Linked DNA regions of Mus musculus: region 1 is linked to region 2. The links are chromatin contacts, called in public HiChIP or PLAC-seq maps. All regions are on one chromosome and are shown on one strand. Each heading gives the region's core, a stretch centred on a gene start, on an enhancer-like site or on the middle of the called end of the contact. The rest is flanking DNA. Distances are from core to core; before and after follow the strand shown.

Region 1 (6,959 bases), core at 2,497-4,996, 74 kb after region 2:
TTGCTGCGTGAGACTGAGTAACTGCTAGATCCTTGGACTTCCATTCACAGCTGCGACTGAACCATTGTTGGGAATTGGGCTGCCGACTGTAAGTCATCAATAAATTCCTTTACTATTTAGAAATTATCCATAAGTTCTGTGACTCTAGAGAACCCTGACTAATACAGTTATATATTGGGAGGGGGAGGCATGCTTAAAATAAGTAAATCAGCTAGGTAGGAACTTAACTAAAGGAAGAGACTGACACCACCATCAATGAGACAAAGTGACATCAGGAGCCTTTAAAAAAAACTTAGGTGGGGCTGGAGATACAGCTCATTTAGCAGAGTACCTACCTTCCAGACACTAGGGTTCTAGGTTCAATCCCCAGCATTATATAAAGCAGAATTGGTAGCATGCCTGTGAACCCAGCACTCTTACAAAATCAAGGTCATCTCAGCTTCTTAGTGAGCTGGAGGATAGGCTGGGTTACATAAGATCCTACCTCAAAAAATAAGTAAAATAATATTGGTGGTTGTGGTGTTAACAACAGTAAGAAAACGTTGTGATTAAGAGCACTAGTTCTTCCAGAGGACCTGAGTTCAATTCCAGCATCACATGGTGGCTCACACACCCCTGTAACTCCAGTTCCAGGGGATCTGATGTCTCTTCTGGCATCAGTGAGCACACACACACACTTTTTTTAAAAAACAATAAAAATAAGTATAAAGTGTTTACAGAAGAGCTTGGTGGCAAATGCCTTTAATCCCAGTACTACAGAGGCAGAAGCAGATCCCTGTAAATTCAAAACCAACAGAGCTCTTTAAGTTTGAGACCAGCCTGGTCTACAAAGAGAGTTCCAGGACAGCCAAGGTTGTTACACAGAGAAACCCTGTCTCAATTTTAAAATAATAATAATAATAATAATAATAATAATAATAATAATAAATAAGGAAAAGTGTTTACAAAAGCAAATGTGGTGGTGTACCCACCTGTGATCCCAGCACTAGGGAGCTAGAGACAGGAAGATCAGGAATTCACGGTCTACTTCAGCTACAAAGAGATCCTGGACAGACTGAGTTATATGAGGCCCTATCTCAAAAACAAAGTGCTCAGAAGCAGAGGCCATCTAGGAAAGGCTAAAAGCATGCAAGTGAGGTTTCCGGAGATGGCCCACAGCTTTACATGGCCTCGATGGGCAAGCTCTGAAGTACAAGGCTTTCAAAGATTTTTATCCCAGGGTTGCTTCTTGCTACTGATATGCCTTTCCTGTCATTATTACATAGTCCAGTGATTCCTGAGCATTAGCCACCCCTATTGGGCAGATTTTCTGCAGAACAATGAAGATATACTATTATGTATTAGTGCTATGTAGACAAACTGATGATATCATAATCCTGATAATGATTTTATAAAATTCCTGATTTGATTCAAATAATTTTAGGAAGAAAGTTTTAAGAGATGATTTTAGTTGCTTTGCCAGAAAGATATAATAAAGTTAGACTCAAGAATAGAATGTGCCCACTCCTCATAGATTAGCAAGTAAAGGCTGCATAATAAGGAATACAGTGAGCTTTCACAATTACACTAGAAAGAGAAATCAGCTTGGGAAAAATTTGTAATTAAGGAAAAACATTCATTCTAGGTCAGATCCAAGGATAAAGTCACAGGTGTGCACTATGATAAAGCCAGGCCATGGGAAACTGTTGCTTTGAACTTATAATGAGCTTGCAGAATAAAGCACTGCTTTGAACTTAATATCAATACCCTTCTGTAACTCCCCTTTTGTGTAACATTTTATCTATGAGGTAATTTTCTAAAGAACTTTTGTCTAAGAAGGTATAAGAAGGCCAGAGAAGAGGAATAAAGTGGCATTTGGGGCTCAGCCCCATTCACCAAACATACATGTATGTGTGTGTATATGTGTGTGTGTCTATATTTATTTACATGTGTATGTGTGTAGGTATATGTATATGTATGTAAGTATCCATGAACTCTTGTAGAATTGATACTGATGAGATAAGAGGTCAGACCTGACCAGAGTATGTGTGTATGTTTGAGTGTGTGTCTGTGCATATTGCCTGTGTAAAACATTTTAATTCTTTTCCTTTCTTTTCTCTCTGGTTCACAAAGAGTTAATGAGTTACAAGCCTCTCCAAGTTCAAGAGATCCTTGAACAGAGAGAGAAAGTAAAGCTTATTAGCACAAAATAGTAAGAGTTACAGAGAAAGAAACCAACACTTATTAAAAGCACAAAATAGCAAAAGAAAGGAAACTAGCGCTGATTAAAACACAAATAGTAGGATTATAAAGTCAGAGATCATCAGTCTTTAGCCTTCATCCAACACTGTGTCCCATCCGTGTCCCAGCACTGATATGTGATGCTAGAATGTGGTGTAGTTGCATAAATGCATAAACTACTAAACATCACTGAAATGCACACTCCAATCAGACAAAATACACAGTAAAAACTCAATAATGCTGTTCAAGGTATTTGCTAGTCAAAACAAGAAGGAAGAACTACTGATCATCTCTCTGATTAATCTGCAAGAGTAGACAGAAAACTAACAACAAAAACTTTCATAAGATAAAAAATATTAAACGTGTCCATTCCAGCCCCTGAATGGATACAATGTGGCTAATGTCTCTGGACAATTCTCTGTAGACCTTGTTCAAACTACAAGGAAAGCTCACCATTCTACGAGCAAGCAAAAAGACAACACCTCTATGGAGCCGCAGAACACTGAAGTTGATTCCATGTAACAAAGAAGAGAGAGTAACTCTGAGAGATCCCACACAAGCCTGTGGCTGAAGGACACAAAGCAAGAGATTCCCAAAGTGGAAAATCAATTATAATTACTTTGAGAGAATGTCCATTTCTTTCTAAGTGTAAGAACAACAGTTAATTCCCTCAACTCACTTAAAAAGCCAAATGGGGAAATTTTTGTTGGTATTTTTGAAGAAGATAAATTTGCATTGGTTCAGGGACTTTTACCAAAGTTTCTCAAAACAGAGGTCTTACACTTAACTAGCTCCATTTGCAGATAGAGACAGACATGAAGCAAACCATACCTATAAACAACCCCAATTCACACTCAATTTGAGTTCTGAAAACGTTAACCTACTCTGGCCTCCTCTACATCGACTTTAGCATACCCTGGGTCAAGAGTTTCAACTTCCCAAAACATCACAGTGTCTCTAATTTCAAACCTTTTAGGCTCCCTCCTGCCTTTGGCTAAATCAGTTGCAAGATTAGAAGATTAAAAACAAAATTTTTTAAAAATCTAGCTCATGTGGGAATCTTTCTTTCCCTTTCTATAAAGCAATGTGCTAGCAGATGCACACAAGAACATAAACCAACAGAGACTTGCTTCCTGCACGGCTACATCTAAAACAGTGCAACACACTGGTTTCCAGACAGCAGCATCCACCTACATCTAAAACACTACACTGTCAATTCAAGTGACAGAATTCAATAGGAAGTTGCCAGGGCCCTGTTTAACTCTCAGCATGCCTCAACAAATCTCACTTTCTCTTCTACTAATTCTTACAGTATTTCCATAAAGTAGTTGCCAACTGTTGTCACCCCGATAAAAACACAGAACAATACAAAGAAGGCAATTTTCTGAGTGACCAACCAGTTAAATTCTGACCAGCAGGTACCAGGCAATGAAGTTAAATTTTAATCTCCCTTGTCCTCTCCCTTCCTCTTCCTTATTTATCTAAGAGCTTGCTCCTCCTGCTACAGGAAGCACCTCAACAACTCTTCCTTGTAGCAGGACTAAAGGTTCCTGTTTAGTATGACTGAGAAAGCCAGTCTCAGTGGCTCAGTGATGGGGTACTTGCCTCTTACAATGCAGGCCTTGGGTTCAACACCAACCCTGGAGGGGTGGAGGCAAAAACATATTCTAACCCTACACTAGGGAGCCAGCAAGATGGCTCAACAGGTAAAGGTGCTTTCTGCAACATCTGATGACCTGAGCTCAATCCCAGAGATCTACATGTTGGAAAGCGAGAAACAATACCCACAAGCTGTGCTGTGTTCTGCACACATGCACATGGTTTGCACGTGTGTGGGACCCCTACACATACACTACAGTATAAAAAGGACTACCTTAGGAGCTAGTATGATGGTTCATGGCTCAGCAAGTAAGAACACTGTCACACCAGCCTGTTGACCTCAGAATCCATGTTGAAAAAAAATCTAGATGTAGTTGTGAATGCCTGTAAGCCCTGGACTTCAGTGAGATAGAGGTACGCACAGGAGAATCCACCCTTTCCACCCAACAACCTCTCAAGGGCCAGGTACTTTAGGCTACACAGCACAGCAGCAAACAGTGACAGACTCTGACTCAGAAATCAAGGACCAACACCCATGACTGCCCTCTGACCTGCACAGCACGCAGTTGCGACATGGACAGATAGACAGACAGACACAGACAGACACACACACCATACACATATTCAAAAATAATCTTTTAAAAACTTATGCTATACCAGACATGGTGGCACACATCTTTAGTCACAGAACTTGGGAGGCATAGGCAGGTGGATCTCTGTGAGTTCAAGACCAGCATGGTCTACGTAGCGTTCAGGCCAGTCAGAGCTATATGAACCAGGTGGGCCTCAGACTCCGAAATGCTGAGATTAAAGGTGTGTGCTGCAACATCGACCTATCCAGTGCCGAGTTACTGGATGCAGCACGGAACAATCACTGGGTCTCGATAAAACTGCAAAAAAAGTCTCCCCTAAACAACTGCAAATCTGACCTATCCCACCTAAATCTAACTGGAAACACCAACACACACACCAGCTAGGAAGGCAGGGAAGAGAAAATCAACATGGGGGGCTGGAGAGATGGCTCAGCGGTTAAGAGTACCAAATGCTCTTCCAAAGGTCCTGAGTTCAAATCCCAGCAACCACATGGTGGCTCACAACCATCTGTAATGAGATCTGGCGCCCTCTTCTGGTGCATTAAGACAGCTACATTGTGTACTTAGATATAATAATCAATAAATCTTTGAGAAAGAAAGAAAGGAAGAAAATCAACCAACATGGGATCTACCCTGCTCAAAATTTTCACAGAAATTCCATACCAATCACATCACACAGTTGCTAAAACACACACAGAAAAATAAAAATTCATATGGTGTCTCAGTCAGGGTTTCTCTTCCTGCATAAACATCATGACCAAGAAGCAAGTTGGGGAGGAAAGGGTTTATTCAGCTTATACTTCCACATTGCTGTTCACCACCAAGGAAATTAGGACTGGAACTCAAGCAGGTCAGGAAGCAGGAGCTGATGCAGAGGCCATGGAGGGATGTTCTTTACTGGCTTGCTTTCCCTGGCTTGCTCAGCCTGCTCTCTTATAGAACCAAGACTACCAGCCCAGAGATGGCACCACCCACAAGGGGCCTTTCCCCCTTGATCACTAATTGAGAAAATGCCTTACAGCTGGACCTCATGGAGGCATCTCCTCAACTGAAGCTCCTTTCTCTGTGATAACTCCAGCTTGTGTCAAGTTGACACAAAACTACCCAGTACATATGGTATAAGCAGTGCTTCCAATTCACAAAGGGCATTTCAATAGCCGCTTAAATCCTTCCTGTCCTCCATATACCACAACAGTGGCTGCGTTATCTGTCGCTGCAGTCAGGTGGAGTTGAATGACAACAATTCAGCACTTACTTATATAAGCACTACAGGAGCCCTGTGAAACAACTCTGGTCCTACACCACTGAAAATTACTCTTGGAAGGGAGTTGAGCCTTGCCTTTAAGGACCTGTGGGCATCCCTCCGTCCCTCCCTCCCCAACCCCCATTACAGCTGGGATACTTCAGTGGCTGGCATCTAGAAAGGCTCCATATTCATCTGCCCACTGTGTATTTCCGGAGTTGCTTCAATGTGTGGAGCAGCACAATGGGTGAAGAGAACGCACTGCCTGCTCTCTAGGAGCTGAACAACCCATCAGTCACATTAGACTAAACAACGAGAAATGGTCCCAGACATGGAAGCCGGGTCAGAAGGTAAAGACTCTTTGTACCATTATTCAGTTAAAAACTCAAGGCCAGGCTGTCCAGGAATTTGATAGGTAGATCAGACTGTCCTTGAACTCATAGAGGTCACCCTGCCTACTCAGAGTAAAGGAATTAAAGGTGTGTACCACCACATCCAACTAACAATTTGTATTAGCTCAGACTCAAATAAAACAAGTTTTTTAAAACCTTCCAATTCCCTAGAGTTAAGACACGAGTGCACGCGTGCGCGCGCGCACGCACACACACACACACACACACCCGCATTCTCCCACAGCCCTCACCACTGCTCTATCAGAAATCATCCTTAAACAGCTCTGTTGCCTCCACCCTTAGCAGGGCCTGGTACATACTCAGTATTTACTACTTGTTGACTGGAAGCCCAATTAGCCCAAATTTACAAAATTAATTACACTAGAATTTATTTTCTTGGTACATTTAAACAATTCTGAGTCAAAATATAATGTATGTCTATATTTTTACGGATATGACTGCTACATTATCAAGCCAACAGTCAGGCACAAAGGTTACATTAAAACACTAGATCATTCAAACATTGAGTAGTTTTTCTGTTTTCTTTAGTTTTGTATTATTGGTTTGCTGAGAGGGTCTTATGTAGGCCAGGCTGACCTCACTCTTGCTATGTGGTTGAGTCTGGCCTTGAGACGCCTGCTCTTCCCTGTACCTCCCAGGTGACACATACAGACCACCAACTCTGGCAAACAAACTAGACAACAAAACTCACTTCCATGCATGCTAACCTAGCCAGAGTGTGGCAGTACGTTAAGTGATGGCTTACCTGTCCAGGCAGGGTCCTTCCCCAACTTTGCATATGGGGCATCCGTAGTACGTAAAGTGACTTTTGTCAGGAACTGTGGGCGTCACATTGAGAAATACAGAAGCCAATTCAGTTTATTTTCAGAAACTTTCCAAATGGCCAAGTGT
Region 2 (6,893 bases), core at 1,443-3,942:
ACTTGCAGTTGAGAGTATCAGTGAGTACAAATAAGTATGAGACCAGCCCAGCTGTTCACACCACCACCAGTCTTCCTCCCTCCATCTCTCCTTATTTAATTGTAGCAGTAGTGACAACAGAACCTAGGGCTATGCACGCACGGCTATATGCATACATACACACACAAACATATATGTGTTATTTAGTTAGTGTAGGACAGTGACTTGATCTCAGTTGCTGTTAGTAGAAACACACATGCCAGTTATTGCTGGGTTTGCTTTACACCATCAGCACCCTTACTCTTCACATGGTTCTTAATCCTGGCCAATTTTGCCTCTGAGGGGGATCTATGATATCTGGGGGTATTCTTACTTGTTATAGCCAGAGGACATGTAGTAGGTAGGATACCACCTCCCCACTATGCATCAAACAAACAAACAATCCAACCCAAATTGTCAACTATGCTTTAGTTCAAAAGCCATGCTGGGGTCCTATGGAGGGTAGGTATTACTGACCCCATTTTTTTTTCCTGAAAAAGAAACTGAGGCACACAAGTTAGGAACTTGCCATGGTTACCCCTGCAGGGGAGGCACAGCTGGATGGAGACCATCCAGTGTCCAATCTTTGAGCTCTCACAGTCAGAGAGTTTACCCACAACTTCTCCCAGCCTTCCTTGTCTCTCTCCCCTTCCCAGATTCCAGGCTTGTTAGAGAGCATGACTCACTGTTGATCCAGTTGCTATCTGGTCTGTCTTTTCAACAGGCACTCATAGAACACACACTATGAGCCAGGTGAGCAGGATGGGCGATCCCAGCTTGTATCATGTATGTTCTCATTCACATGTACAATCTTCTCTCGTCTTAGCCATGCTAAGCATGCTCATACCACGGAGGACTCCCTCCCCTTCATTCTAGCCTTTTCTCAATTAGTGCTTTCTCAAAGGGCCTGCCTTCCTTCCGTTTGTCCGTCCGTCTGTCTGTCCATCCATCCGTCCGTCCGTGATGGATGGTCCTTCTAAATCACCTACAGATGTTTTCCATCTATTCCCTGTCTCGACTTTACTTTTCTTGCCAACACTGACTACTAAGTCTGTGCTCAATGTCACCATCAACAAAGCACAAGCACCACAGGGCTGGGGACGCGGCTCAGCAGTTAAGGATGCACACTGCTCTGGTAAAGGACCAGGCATTTGGTTGCCAGCACCCACTTCAGCAGCCTGCAACCACCTGTAACTGCCTCTGGCCTCCAATGGCATCTGCATGGATGCGCACATACCCATACACAGACACATACGCTTTTAGAAAGCACACCTGCACACAGTGAGCACGTTTGAATGACCATGTCTCATATGGACTTCGCATCCATCTCTCTGCTCTCCCTGCTGCATTTTTAGCCCTTTCAGTCTGGCCTCCACCCTGAAACCAGAGCACTCCAAAATGAAATTCCCTGCATCGACTTCTCAATGCTCTTAAATGCTTCTTGTACCATTCACTAAGCCTTAGTCTCAGACCGTCTTCTCACACTTTATCCTTGCAGTTACTACTGCCCTAGCAGTAAAAACTAAAGTATACTGAAGCCTTGGGGTCTGCCAAACACCAGTCTGAAAACATCCTTGGTAACTCAGCCCTAATCTTTTTTTTTTTTTTTTTTTTTTGGTTTTTCGAGACAGGGTTTCTCTGTGTAGCCCTGGCTGTCCTGGAACTCACTCTGTAGACCAGGCTGGCCTCGAACTCAGAAATTCGCCTGCCTCTGCCTCCCAAGTGCTGGGATTAAAGGGGTGCACCAGCACACCTAAAATGATCATTGTCGTATCTGATTCATATGGGGAAAACGAGACAGGTTAGAAGTTCCTGGGGCAACCAGGAAGTGGTCAGGACAAGGTGGCCGCCTACACTTTGGAAGCTTCACTTGTGTGTGTCACACTGTTATGCTTGTGTGTGTTATACTATTACCAGTTCTAACAGTTCCTCAAATAAGCTCATCTATTTTTCTCCAAATCATCACTCTCCATATCTCCCTGGTTAGAAACCCCTTGGGAAGCTGGGCGTGGTGGCGCACGCCTTTAATCCCACAGCACTCGGGAGGCAGAGGCAGGCAGATTTCTGAGTTCGAGGCCAGCCTGGTCTACAGAGTGAGTTCCAGTACAGCCAGGGCTATACAGAGAAACCCTGTCTCGAAACCCGCCTTCCCCCCACAAATAAAAAAGAAACCCCTTGGGTCACAGGTTAAAGATCTGGACCACACCCCTCAAAGCCATCTCAGAATAATTCCTAATTTGTTTGGAAGCTCTGGTCCTGTTTTCTCAGTCGTCTAAATAGTTTACCATAGATAGACCCTTTTCTGCTACATTTACTAACCTGCCTTCACTGATAAACTCAACTGTGCACAAACAGGCACCATGTCAGGCCGGTGCCCTACTGTACCCCAGTACCTGTCAGGAGCCCTGGTGTGCTAGGACTGCAATGGGTAGTTTTGTGTGACACCAGCACCATGAAGCACACTGAAGACTGCCCCCTTCCAAAAGCAATGTGTCACTTTCTTAAGAATCTTTCACATATGCCACACATCTTAACTTTCATGTTTATTGTTATGATTTATTTAAAATAACGTCCTTCCTTGCATTTTTTTCAAAAAGTAGTTTATATATCTGTGACCTTTGCATCGACTTTCACAAGCGTAGCACTTAAGAGGTAATTACTGTGGCTTCCTGTCTCACCATGTGATCTTTCCCTTCAGCATATGCTCCCACATGCCACCATGATGTCATACAGCCAAAGGGGCCTTCACCAAAGGCCAAACCGATGGGCCTCCTGATTCTGGACTTTCAGCTGGCAAAACTATGCACTAACTCAACCTTTCCCTTATAAAAACAAAACAAAACAAAACTCTGAGTGATGCTGGCTTACTACTGCATTGTTTATGACTGCTGAAGTTCTACAGCCATTTTAATACAGATCGCAACTGAAAATTAATAAAAGAAATAACTATTCAAGAGCTTAAAAGACTTATCTGGCCAAGGCCAAATTCTAATTTAGTATCAGGCTCCTCACTAATTACATATTCAACCCAAATTTCCAACCACCCTAAACCTCCTATTCTAATCAAGGTGGAAATGTTACTCCCGGGCAGACACAGTGACTATTGCTTCCCAGATGTTTGCTTTGGGTTTCCTTCCCATCCTAACACCACAGGTTCGTTTTCCTTCCTCTGACTTTTATCTATCAAATTTGGCTTACTCTCTGGTCTAGCTCCAATTTAACCTCAACATTTCCAGATCTCAATCTCATTCCCTATTCGTCTTTTCTAAGCATCTTGTAGGCATTTAGTTAGTTAAGTTAGTGGCTCCTATATATCCAACAGGAGCAGAAGTTTATTTCTTGACTTTTAGAATCACTCCTTAGGAATCTGAGCAATCCCTGAGGTACAACGAGGCTGGGATTCCTAAGAAGGGTTAAGCAGATATAAATAGGAATAATAAAGATATAATCAAGAGTTGTTAAGTTCTTGCTAACAAGAACAAACCTGATGACTATATCACCATCGGCCCTAAGTCGGCCATCTCTCCTACTAACAGGAGAAAACAGTATAAACAGAGAACTGGTAGGTGAATCCACATATCCTTCAAGGTGTCAAGATAACCTGTACTTATACTAAGCACAATGTAATTGCCTTCAATTTTCTGCAATGTCACAAAGCCACTGTAAATTAACTACACAGTTCCTTTCTTTCAGGGCCCAGTGCCTGCCCAGCTTATGACTGCACTTGACAAATGTCTGTGTGACTTTTCATCTGTGACACAAAACGATATAAAGTTATATGTAACAGGTGGTTATATTTAACCTGATGGTTTATAACTTCCCATTACCAAGACAGTTCATTTTTGAGGCATCAAAGATCATTCACAATAGCCCTTGTGAGCAAATATCTTCTTTATGTCAGTGAAGTGCGTTTGTAAATACAAAACACTAGTAAGAGTTGGAAAGATTTATTTTTTTTAAAAAAATCCCTGTTATAATCTACTGTAGTATAATTCCAAAGTTGATTTTAAAAAAAGTTAAATTCTTCCCACAGACCAGAGCCCCAGTCTGTGGCTACTCTCCCTAGGTAGCGGGTTTATACTATTCACTCTGGTGACAGCCCCTCTCATGCGGGTCAGTCTGCTTTTAATAACACACACACAGACAGCTGAAACACTCACAACTACCTTTCTACTAATTTGTGATTTATTTCAGATGTGCACAGAAAAAAAGCCTTACACACACACACACACACACACATGAGTGTCCTGCCTTTTCTTGTCCCTGACTACCTTTGCTGCTCCTGTCTCTTCCCAGTGTCCTTTCTAGAACAATCTAAGTTTCTCTACCGAGGTCTCACTATGTGGCTCTGGCTAGCCTAGAACTTGCCACAAAGACTAAGCTAGTCTCCAGCTCCCAGAGATCTGCCTGCCTCAGCCTCCCCAGTGGGCATGCATCACCGTGTCCAGCCCTCTGCCTGAGTTTGTCTTCATACCTGGCAGAAACTACAGTTTTGTTTTATTTTGTTATTTTTTTCCCCCAAGAGGGAATTCAAAATGCCTATACTTATCTCTAGAAAACTTTTCAGATATTTTCAGTAACCTAATGGCAACAACCTTGCTACTAAAGTTTCCCGGCATCTAGCTGTTTTGGCTGATTCTGCTAAGAACCCCCACCCCGTAAGGGGGAATTTAAGTAAAAACACTGCCAGCTTCCAGTTCCCTTAGGCAAATTTCCAGCCCTAGCATAAGGCCGTGAGGTTAAACATTTCTCAGTGACGCAGGCTCCCTCAGAAGGAGGAACAAGAAAGAGAGAGAAAAAAAAATCAAAATTTATTCTTCCCAGTGCAGTAAATCAAGACAGCAGTCAAGGCCTTTAAAAGAGAGGGGTTGGGGGTGGGGGAGAAAGAGGGAGAGGGAGAGAAAGAGAAAGAAAGAGGGAAGGAGAAGAGGAGGGAGGGAGAGGAAAGAAGAAAAGCCAACCTAAACTATACACTGTGTGTGCTGCTAAGATCGGCAGTGCAAACACAGAAATGGGATGAAAGCTCTAGTGTGGGACTTAAGGTAACTGCAGAGCAGCGGCAGGCAGGTCTCTAGGTTCCCTAACTTCCAGGGTATTAACACAGTGCAAGTATGTAGGCACTATATAAAGTGTACAGCACTAGAACCCACAGAGCAGAGACTGAATCGGTAGTTGCAGGGTGAGGAACAGTCAAAACGAATCGAATCACCGTTTAAGAGGGAAACGTACAACTGGGAAAGCTGAGGGAACCTGATTTGATTAGCTTCTCAAGGAAAGACGTAAGCCGATCACAGAGGACAAAACCATCTGATTGGCTGGTAAGGTCTCTTGAGCTTCTGGCCGCCTTCAAACAGATGACAGGATGAAATAAGGTCAAATCTGTTCCCTAGGAATTGACTCATAGGCATCAGTCCTTAAATAAAATTATTACATACGGCCTACATGCTAGAACCTAGGGATACAGCAACAAGATCCCGCCTCTATTTGCAAGAATGTGCTTCCTATATACTGTGAGGCCAGCTAAGGATGCACTTTGTGGTGGTAAGAACCAACTACTAAAAAAGCATGGGAGGGTGCTAGAGAGACGCTCAGCAGCTGGGAGCCCTGGCTGCTCTTCCAGAGGACACAGGCTCGGTTCCAAGCACCTGTACTGAAACCCTCTCAACCGCCTGTAACTCTACTTCCAGGGTACGCTGACACCTTCATCTGGCCTCCTAGGGCACTGCATATATATATATATATATATATATATAGTGTAGAGATATTTGTGCAGCCAAAACATTAATACACATAAAATAAAAATGGGGGAAAATAAAGAGCCCAAGGAAAGAGCCCATCACATCTGCATGGGAAGGGGGCACATAGCACGCCTTTCAAAAGAACTAGGCCTGGTCTAGAAGGACGAATGGATGCTAACAGCCCAATGCGCACAAGGAGGAGTGGTCAGGGCAAAGGCACCAGCAGTTCCAGAACCAAAGTCAGTCAATACTCACATAGACTGAGGGACGTAACCAAGCGAGAGACTAAACACATGCATAAAGTAGTTATAGCCCACAGTAAACCTAAGAATTCTGCTTAGGAGAGTCAAATGGTTTAAAGTGGTATTTAGGAAAAGTATGTTGGCCTGGTGCAGTGGCTCATGCCTATGATCCCTGTACTTCAGAGGGTCAGACAGGAGGACTGCTATAAAGTACAAGCTGTCAAACAGTAAAAATTAGTTTTGCTGGGTGTAGTGGAGCAGGACTTTATTCCTAGCACTCAGGAAGCAGAGGCAGGTGGATCTCTGTGAGTTTGAGGCCAGCCTGGTCTACATTGTGAGTTCCAGGATATCTGGGGCTATGAAGTGAAACTCTGTCTCAGAGAAACAATGGGAGAGAAGGAAGGAAGGAAGGAAGGAAGGAAGGAAGGAAGGAAGGAAGGAAGGAAGGACTTTACCTCAAATGAGTAAACATGGGGGCTGCAGAGAGCTCAGCAGTGTAGCCTACTTGCTGCTCTTGCAGAGGACCTTTATTGGGGGTGGGTCACAAGTATTCATACATCTGCTGACAGGGGAGCTGACACCTTCCTCTAGCTTGCTCAGGCACAAGGCACACGTGTGGCTAAAACACCCATTTACATGTAATAAAAACAATTAAAAGAATAACAATTTTAAAAACAAAATACTAGCTGGTCATACGACCCAGCAGGTAAATAAAGGCACACACAGCTAAGACTAAACCTACACTTGATCACTGGAACCTACATGGCAGAGAACTGCCTCTCACAAGCTGTCTTGGGACACACACACACACACAAAACAAAGATTAGGAGGGACTCTTGGCAGCTAAATAAAGGACAGATCAGAGTTGGTTCTAGGTAGAGCAACCAATTAGAAG

What was found. HiChIP or PLAC-seq counts read pairs in DNA pulled down with a chosen protein or histone mark.
Region 1: a contact with region 2 is called in an H3K27ac HiChIP or PLAC-seq map of the HPC-7 cell line, with 7 times the contacts expected there. The contact joins two enhancer-like sites. A contact is called at or near these places in 4 of 15 datasets of contacts at CTCF or cohesin (CD8 T cells, the NIH/3T3 cell line, large pre-B cells and 1 more), 29 of 484 Hi-C or Micro-C datasets (the BV-2 cell line, CD4 T cells, CD8 T cells and 17 more) and 8 of 115 datasets of contacts at active chromatin or transcription factors (CD8 T cells, the HPC-7 cell line, the SCID.adh cell line and 5 more).

What each region holds. Positions count from the first base shown.
Region 1 is chr15:81,151,700-81,158,658 of GRCm38.p6, forward strand. The region is part of intron 1 of Mrtfa (myocardin related transcription factor A); the gene reads right to left. Among named protein-coding and RNA genes, the nearest start is that of Mrtfa, 36 kb to the right of the region's middle. Within about 2 kb of position 3,747, at least 40 of the 459 cell types and tissues checked have an H3K27ac peak or open chromatin away from gene starts, as enhancers often do. A contact at or near this core is called in the HPC-7 cell line, bone marrow-derived macrophages and regulatory T cells, where this site is marked.
Region 2 is chr15:81,078,744-81,085,636 of GRCm38.p6, forward strand. All of the region lies in intron 2 of Mrtfa (myocardin related transcription factor A), which reads right to left. Among named protein-coding and RNA genes, the nearest start is that of Sgsm3, 100 kb to the left of the region's middle. Within about 2 kb of position 2,693, at least 36 of the 459 cell types and tissues checked have an H3K27ac peak or open chromatin away from gene starts, as enhancers often do. A contact at or near this core is called in the HPC-7 cell line, bone marrow-derived macrophages and regulatory T cells, where this site is marked.